Linked DNA regions of Mus musculus: all the other regions are linked to region 3. Evidence: chromatin contacts called from public Micro-C and promoter capture Hi-C data. All regions are on one chromosome and are shown on one strand. Each heading gives the region's core, a stretch centred on a gene start, on an enhancer-like site or on the middle of the called end of the contact. The rest is flanking DNA. Distances are from core to core; before and after follow the strand shown. Region 1 holds the start of Msh6 (mutS homolog 6). Region 2 holds the start of Six3os1 (SIX homeobox 3, opposite strand 1). Region 3 holds the start of Epas1 (endothelial PAS domain protein 1).

Region 1 (2,700 bases), core at 160-2,659, 1.2 Mb after region 3:
TGTCCAACAAAGCAAATCTTTTTACCCTTTTACCAAAGTGAAGGTATTGCTAGCCAGAGCTAAGTCCATTCTTACTTAGAGCTGAATTAAGTCTCCCAATTTCTCTCTCTCTCCTTCTTGATTTAGTTGTTTTTTTTGTTTTGGTTTTTTTTTTTTTTTTTTTTTTTTGTGACAGGGTTTCTCCGTGTAACAAACCCTGGCAAGTCTTGTAACTGTAGCCAGGGTTGTCCTTGACCTCAGAGATCCACCTGCTTCTGCCTGGAACAATGGGGTTAAAGGCACACACCTTCGCGCTCAGCTCCAATTTCTTGAATTTGAATAGGAGCTCCAATTTTCGAAAACGCCCTGTAATCAACCTGGCAGGAAGACATTCTGAGGAGAAACACTTGGCTCCCTTTGGCTATCAGGCAATTGAAATAATGGACTCCAAAGAATTGGAATTTCTCCAGGAATTTTTTGGTGGGAAGGGGTAAGACAAAGCTTCGAGTTAGTGTAGAGGAAGAACTTGGTTTCTGGAAAGAGATTTCTCAAGTATCTGAAGCTCGTTGAATCCCCATGTAGGACAGTCTGGAGCAGAGATTATGGTGGGTCAGACCACCTCTTACAAGACCATTCTGGTTCCCGTCGCCCGGTTTAAACCAAAACTTCACGTCAGTACCCCCAAAGATGAACTTCCGGGGGGGGGGGGCTGAACTTTATCTTCCTAATGTGGCCCTTTGAAAAAAAAATCTGTTTTTTTGCTATTTTCTCTATTATTCGACTACTGAGGATGAGTGGGAGTTTAGCTCGTTAGGGTTGCTAGGGCCCAAGCGTTGACGCTCAACATTACCTTAGCAATCTCAGTTTCTAAAATATAAAAAATTCTGCACACTTATGCTAAAGGGCTCAGATAAGACTGGACCTTAACTGCCCATCTCATATAGTAAGGCGTAAACTAGTTGAGGCAGTGACGGGCCAAGGAAAGTTTTGTGGGTAGCTGGTTTTGTGGATAGCTGTTCTTGCACTTGGCATTCACAAGTGCCGCTCTGTACAATGCTCTGCGAACGCACCGTACGTGGCAGACAGCAACAACCAATTTCTCAGCTCCTTTCAGTCCAACCGCAGGACCGCCCGCAGGGCCAGGTGTTTCCGCAGCGAGCTCGACGCGGCTTCTCGCAGGGTGCACCCCGCCGTTCCAGCAACCGCGCAAGCCACTTCCGTCTTCTTGGTGCATACTTGCCCGGGTAGCCACCGCGAGCTCCACTGCTTTGCAAAGGCTCAGTCTCAAGGCCCGCCAACCCGAGCTTGGGGGCTGGGCCCGCCCCGCCCCGCCCATCTACGCCAGGGCACGTCGCGGGCGGGGCCCCGCCCACCGCGCAGGCCGACACGCCTTCGGATTGGCCGCTGGGCTACGGATGCTCGGGTAGGACGCGCCTCCTCCCGACTTTCCCGCCAGCGGCGGCCGCGCGGTGGATGCGATCCTTGTAGGCGCTCGGAGCCGTGGCCCGGTCTGCCCGTCAGCCTTCATCATGTCCCGACAAAGCACCTTGTACAGCTTCTTCCCCAAGTCCCCGGCACTCGGCGACACCAAGAAGGCCGCGGCCGAGGCCTCACGCCAAGGTGCCGCTGCCTCTGGAGCCTCCGCTTCCCGCGGCGGGGATGCGGCCTGGAGCGAGGCTGAACCCGGGTCCCGGTCCGCGGCGGTATCCGCCTCGTCGCCGGAGGCAAAGGATCTCAACGGAGGGCTGCGGAGGGCCTCCTCCTCCGCGCAGGCCGTGCCTCCCAGGTAGCCGGCTCGGTCGGGGCTGCGGCGGCGCGCGGGTCTCCCGGAAGGAGGGGGAGGCTGCTCCGTGCCAGGCGGCGGGAGGAGGGGCGGCCTGCCGGCCCGGGAGAAGCGGGGCCGGTGCCCGGGACTCTCGGGGGACGCTGCGAGCAAGCGAGCGCACTCCCACTGTGGGGGTGGGGAGGCTCGGGAGGCTCGGGGACGGAGACACCCTCCCCCAAAGTGGCCGGAGCGGGAACGGTGGGTGTCCTGCTGCGATCCGCGGCCTGAGGGGGCGGGGCGGATCGGATCGGGCAGGGAGCTCCTCCGGGTGGCGAGCCTACGGTGGGAGGAAACTCGGGTTGCAGGTGGAAGTTTGTAGATAGTGAAAGCGGCGCTCCGGCTTGGGACGACAGTTTTTTTTAACCCACCTTTTCACAGGAGGGAAGAGTGCGGGAGATTTTTCGCAGTTAGTGGGTCTTCGGAGTATTGGGCAAGCCCTGGGCAAGAAGGTTTACTGGGGGAAACTTGCCTGGAGTTGTACTCGCACTTTGTAAATTTGGCTGTCGTTTGTAGGAACGACTAGAGACATTTATTTTATCTATTTATTTTCATTTTTTTTCGAGACAGAGTTTCTCTGTGTAGCCCTGGCTGTCCTGGAACTCAGACATCCACCTGCCTCTGCTGGGATTAAGAAGTGTGCAGCGACTTATTTAAAATGTAAAGAGTTCTTTCTGGAGTCCAGTACTCTGGAGTTTCAGCTTGGGCACCAGGAAGAGCTGGCGTATGCTCCTGGGGCAGAGAAAATGATTTTGGATCTCTAATTTCTTTCCTTCCCTTTGGCTATAAAGGACACAGTTCAGACACAGGTAAACACAGAGGTGTATTTTGCCTCCGTGTATGTATGTGTGCCCATGTGCATGCACGCTGCCTGAGAGAGGCCAGAGGAGGACCTCAGC
Region 2 (2,700 bases), core at 85-2,584, 1.1 Mb before region 3:
TTGTTGTTGTTGTTGTTGTTCAAAGGAAAGTAATCGGAGTCCCTGAAGGGCTTCGGGGCCTCTCCGCCTGAGTACTGCGCTCCCCTGCGCCCTCCCTGGCGGTCTGCTCCAAGCTCCTTCGTTTGCAGCTTGCGGGGAGGCCCAGACCACCCGCTACCCAGCAATCTCTCTGTCTTCCAATGTCCTAGAGCCCGGAAGAGGCGTTGCCCCCAGGACAAACCTTCCTGACCGTTTGGGTCGGCTGTTCCGGGTTGAGCATGGGTGAACTGGGTGTAGCTGTCCCAGGCCTTCTGGGACTCGCTTTCCTGGGCTTTCCCTGTAGCCCCAAACAAGGAGGAAGTGTGCTTCCCGCAAAGTCCTCTGACTGTATGAGACGTTATCAAGGCTGGGTTGCAGCTGATATTTGTAAATAAATGCCCCGCAGAGCAGGACTGAACACTCCCCAATTCAAATGCTGCATTTCTCCCCGCAGATCCGGTAGGCCAGGGTTGAAGGGTGGCGACAGATTTATCTGTGCAGGTGACCTCTGTGGGTACCAATGCCATAGATCCACCAAGTCCCCAGTCCTTGAGTCTGAGAGGAGAGAGAGAGAGAGAGAGAGAGAGAGAGAGAGAGAGAGAGAGAGAAGAGATCTAGAGGCCCTACAAGCCAATCCCCTAGGGTTTTGTGGCTCTGAGAGTATCGGAGTGCAGGCGGTGCTCAGCATCCCACCCACTCTGGAAGTGCCCTGGGCTCCATTCCGAGCCCTCGCTTTACCCACCCCAGATCAGGGAGCAAAGCAGCCTGGGTCCTTTGCACCAGCTCCTCTCACCAATGCTCAGCGAATGGGATTTTGGGGAGACTCCAGAGGTTCACAGACACCCTCTCCAAAAATGCACACACCCAAACCTTTTAGATCAAGACCCTGCGGAGCCTCGGCGGGATCCAGTCCTACAAAACGCATCAGGAACCACCCGCCCCGCCTCCCTGCTCAGCTTTCAGGACTCTCAACTTACCGGCTTCGGGAGGCAGCATAGGGCTTCCGGCCTGGGCTGGAGAAGCGCAGGCAGCGTTGTGGCCAGGAGGTGGGCTCAGAGGGCGGCGCAGAGCCTTGCTTGGGGAGAGGCTCTCGGACAGTCGGGGTTGCTGCGGGCCCGAGCCGGGTAGGGTCGCGCTCAGAGCTGTGCGCCCTGCCTGCGCCCTCCTCCCGGCTTAGCGCTTACAAGGCGCGGCCGCCAGAGAACTGCAGAGCCCCGCGGGTCCACCGGAGACCAGGCACTGGAGGGAGTATAGGGCTGGCCCCGAGCAGCATCTGTGATCCTTTTGCCTCAGTTCTTCATGAGTGGCGAGGGTTTTCGATTTCAGCGCTGTCGGCACAGCCCTCGGCACCTGCCCAGCCTCCCTCCAGGCCTGGATCCCCCCCACTCGGAGGCGGGGGGTTGCGGGGATTGGGAGGGACTGGCCGGGTTCACCCGCCCGCCTGGCGCCTGGGTCCCCGGCTCCGGGGGATGCAGTTTCGGGGTCACGAGCTGCTTTCAAAAAGTTGAACACAATATTCGGAAACCCACCCGTAGGAATTCTCCCCCTCCACACGCGGCACAATACCCACTCCCCTCCCCCTTTTCATTCCTTCCTCCCCCTGCTTCCTCCTCCTGCCCCTTCTCCCTCCCACCTTTCAGTCTATAATCCTTCCCCCTACAAGAGAAAGGGGTCCGGAAGAAAAGATGAAGTGTCTGTTTTTGTGTCCCAACCTTTGGGCTCTTTCTGGGCCCGCAAAGAGCGACCGCCCAGAGCCTTGCAGTTGAGCGGAAAAGCACTCCTGGTGCAGATGAAGATGTTTGGAGAGAGAGAGAGACCGCCAAAAGTGGGGCTCGACGGATCTACCTTTTAGGGTGAACATTATTCTGCCCTGGTCAGCGAGTTTAGGCCCCTGAGCTGCCCCCTGCTAAAGAGCCAGTATAGTCCCCTAGCCTAACCCAAACATTCGGTGTCACCCTCAAACCGAGTTTGCACTCCTCGGCCCTTTAAAACCTGGCACTGTCGGATCAAGGCCTAAGAAAGATCCGAGCTTGAGATTTAGGGCCTGCGACCATTTTGGCTCCAGCCTCCAGTTGGGTTCACGTTTAAATTCTCCCACAACTTCTTTTTTTCCACTTCTCCCTCATTGAGCTCTCCTGAGTGGTGTGTACCCGGCGCCGCGCCCCCAGATCTGCATCGGAATGTAGAAAAGATCTTTTTAAAAAAAGTTTTGAATTCCTCAATGATTTTTCTTCTGGAAAGGCAGCTTAGGATAATTATTTCAGCTTTATTGAGGGCAGATTAGTTGAAGTCTGGGCGCTGCGTTTCAATACGCGTTGTACATGGGCCGACAATGTGGGCATTGTTAGCTACTGTGTGTGAATCCATTCAACATATACACTTTTTAACACCAGTCCGAATCCTGTCTAAATATACACAGTGCGTAGGGAAAGATGTCTCTGACCCGGACAAATCTGCGTAAATCACACTTCCATAGTTACAGAAGCCTCACAAAGGGAGGCCGGCCTCAAGATGCAGATTACAACTTCTCACAAGCAACATACCTAAGAATAAATAAATGCCCGGGCCTGGCCCAGAGGCTGTGGTAGCCGCAGGCAGGAAAGACACTCTGAGTTCTTTGGACAAGGGGAGTCTGTTTCAGGGTTATGATATTGCTTTATGTATGGAGAATTTTGGCTTTAA
Region 3 (2,700 bases), core at 8-2,507:
ATTTTCCTGCAGAAGTAGGAAATGGGAAAGTGTCTAAGATCAAAGCAGGAGTGGGCATCTCACAGGTGGAAAGGCCAAAGAACCCTCTGACTGCCTAGGGAAGAGGAGACTTCATAACACCACGTCCTGCAGTTGGCTGTATCCTTCGAACCCCGGAAGAGCACATCCAGTGATTTGGGAACACGCTATCAACACATCCCAACATCACACTCAGGAACTCTCTGGGGAGCCCACGGTGATACTGGGGTATTGAGAGCGGGCAGAGGCCTGAGGGAGCTCCAAGGCTCTCCTCTCAGGCATACACTTAAACCTAACAGTCTACCACGAGCACCTCAAAACCCACAAACCGGTTGAGGAAGACACAGGCAGGAGCAACCCTAGATCATTTTTGTCCCAGTTTCTCCCACAACTTTCTGCCACTCGGGACTCAGAAGTCAAGGTCAGTTTGGCCAAAGAGAGCGCACCTCCAAGGCAGACAAGAACAAGAGCCGACAGGGTCCTGGGGATCATTACCGCCGGCCGAAGGGAGCCAAGTGGATGGTTTAGGGGACTATAGCAGCACCCGGAAGCGGGGGGGGGGGGGGTTGGCTGGGCGCTCGCTGCACGCCCTAGCTGCGCTCGCGATCTCCGACCCAGCGCTCCTGCCCTAGCCTAGCTCTTAGGGGAAAAGTGAGGCTGAAAGGACACTGGCGCAAAGGCATACTCCGAACTTGGGTAGCAGATCCCCGCCATTACTCAGTCCTGCGCTAACTGCGCTTCCATTTGGAGTCCCATATAGTTACTCGCCACCAGCGACCTCAAAAACAAGTCGCAGTTCTGCGGAAGGAGGAGGAAGGGCAGGCGGGCGCCCGAGGAGCGCAGCTCCAGAGAAAGGGGAGGGACGGGGTCAGGGCAGAGGCTGTGGCCGCGCCTCCCTATTGGCCGGGACACGGTGGGAAGTCGGGGCAGGCAGCCAGCGTGCGGGGCGGGGCTTCTCTGGAGCCCCGCCCCCGGCCCGCCCCCAGCCCGATGTCCCACTCCCGCGCCCCTCGCGCCCTCCCGCGGGCGGGCCGTCCGAGTTTTTAAAGTGGGCTGACAGCCGAGGAGGCCGGACATTCGAGAGCGGCCGGTGTACAGCTCCGGAGTCCGCAGCGCTCCGCTCCAGCTCTCCTGAGGCGGCCGTACAATCCTCGGCAGTGTCCTGAGACTGTATGGTCATCTCAGCGGCCGCACTCGCTTGCCCCCGGATTTTTTTCCAACTTGCTCTCTTCGAGCCATTTTTTTTTCTTTTTTTCTTTTTCTTTTTTTCTTTTTCTTTTTTGGTTGGTTGGTTTTGATTTGTCAGATCCCAGAAAAGTGACTCCTGTTCGGGGCTAAACGGAACTCCAGGTCCCTTGTCGCTGCTCTCTCTCTCTTTTGGCGTCTTACAACCTCCTCCCACTCCTTTCCCCGGCCCCGCCTCCTCCTGCAGGTTCCTCCCCGTCACCCCCCTCCTCCCTCCTCCTCCTCCGCACCTAGCCAGCCCTCTGCAAACTTCCACCTGATTGAGCGGGACTCTCGGACCTGCGAGCACTAAAGACCTTTCACACCTGCCCGGGCGACAGAGAGCTGCGGAGGGCCACAGCAAAGAGAGCGGCTGCAGCCCCTACGGGGTTAAGGAACCCAGGTGCTCCGGGTCTCGGAGGGCCACGGCGACAATGACAGCTGACAAGGAGAAAAAAAGGTAAGCGGGAGTCAAAGCTGGCGACCGACTTGGTCCCAGGCATTGGCGGAACTGCGCGTGGCGGGCGCGACCCGGGGCAGTCGGGAGAGGGGTGCGAGAGTTCTCGGAGGCTGGAGGACCGCTGTTGAGGGGCTTTGAGTAAGCGAGTCGGTGATGCCTTTAGGGACAAGGAGCTGCGGTGTCGCAGTAGAGTTGCAAAGCGGATAGTTCCGAGACCTTGAGACACGGAGAGATGGCCCTGGAGGTCAGGGGTGCTTCCGCGGCGCCTTCCAAAGTCTGTCGTCCCTGGAGCACCAAGCTTCCCTAGCGAGTGTTTTGAAATGTTTCTGGGCTGATGCCCTCGACTCTTAGGGTTTCCATGCTGGAGCAGTAGACACGCCTTTCTTTTCCTAAGACCCTCTAGGTCTTTCCGAGAGCGTTCCTATGCGGGCTTTGCGCCCCAAACTAGCATGGAACAGAGGGCAAAGCGCAACTCTGGGGTGCGCCCTGACCGAGAAGCCGGAACACTGTCAAGGGTCCTGCTCCAGACGGCACCCAAGTTTGTTCAACCCCCTTAACCTTACCCTACACCTAGACTCCGGCAGAGAGTGGGGAGTGAGTGACCTGGATTGCCCTGCGGGGGCAGGTGCTCTAGTGTGCAGAGAGAAGACCGTGACACCCGGCGGCTCCGAGTGTCTGATTCTTAAGACGAAGGGCAGCCACGAAGGTTTGTCCTCGCGAACCTTTCGGCACTGGGTGAGAGGCAACTCGGGGCAACTCGCGCTGCCCTCGAGCCTCCTTCAATCCGCCCCGCATCTGGTGACTTGACACCCAGCTCTAGGAGCTGAGGTGGGAACACACTGTGACCCCGCCGCAGACCTGGGTACATTCTCGTCGCCTGCAAAAGTTTATAGCTGGCCGCCTGGCACTTTGCTCCTGTTTCGATCGGTGCGTGCCGTGGGTTAGAGCTTCCAGCACTGCGCTCCGTGGCGACTTAGCTGGGGTGTCCGGAATGGTAC

Evidence for each region. Promoter capture Hi-C pulls out the DNA fragments that hold promoters and counts their contacts. Hi-C and Micro-C count contacts between places; a contact is called where the count stands out from the background.
Region 1: a contact with region 3 is called in a Micro-C map of embryonic stem cells, with 6 times the contacts expected there. The contact joins the promoter of Msh6 here to the promoter of Epas1 in region 3.
Region 2: a contact with region 3 is called in a promoter capture Hi-C map of embryonic stem cells, with 5 times the contacts expected there. The contact joins the promoter of Six3os1 here to the promoter of Epas1 in region 3. A contact is called at or near these places in 3 of 39 promoter capture datasets (cranial neural crest and embryonic stem cells), 4 of 484 Hi-C or Micro-C datasets (all in embryonic stem cells), 2 of 115 datasets of contacts at active chromatin or transcription factors (both in embryonic stem cells) and 1 of 9 other capture datasets (embryonic stem cells).

The regions. Positions count from the first base shown.
Region 1 is chr17:87,973,641-87,976,340 of GRCm38.p6, forward strand. Msh6 (mutS homolog 6) reads left to right here and starts at 1,410. Exons shown (of 10, transcript NM_010830.2): 1 at 1,410-1,765. The coding sequence starts at 1,509.
Region 2 is chr17:85,617,062-85,619,761 of GRCm38.p6, forward strand. Six3os1 (SIX homeobox 3, opposite strand 1) reads right to left here and starts at 1,335. Exons shown (of 4, transcript NR_038085.1): 1 at 996-1,335. It also overlaps a transcript of Six3 not described here.
Region 3 is chr17:86,752,607-86,755,306 of GRCm38.p6, forward strand. It overlaps Epas1 (endothelial PAS domain protein 1), which reads left to right and starts at 1,258. Exons shown (of 16, transcript NM_010137.3): 1 at 1,258-1,702. The coding sequence starts at 1,677.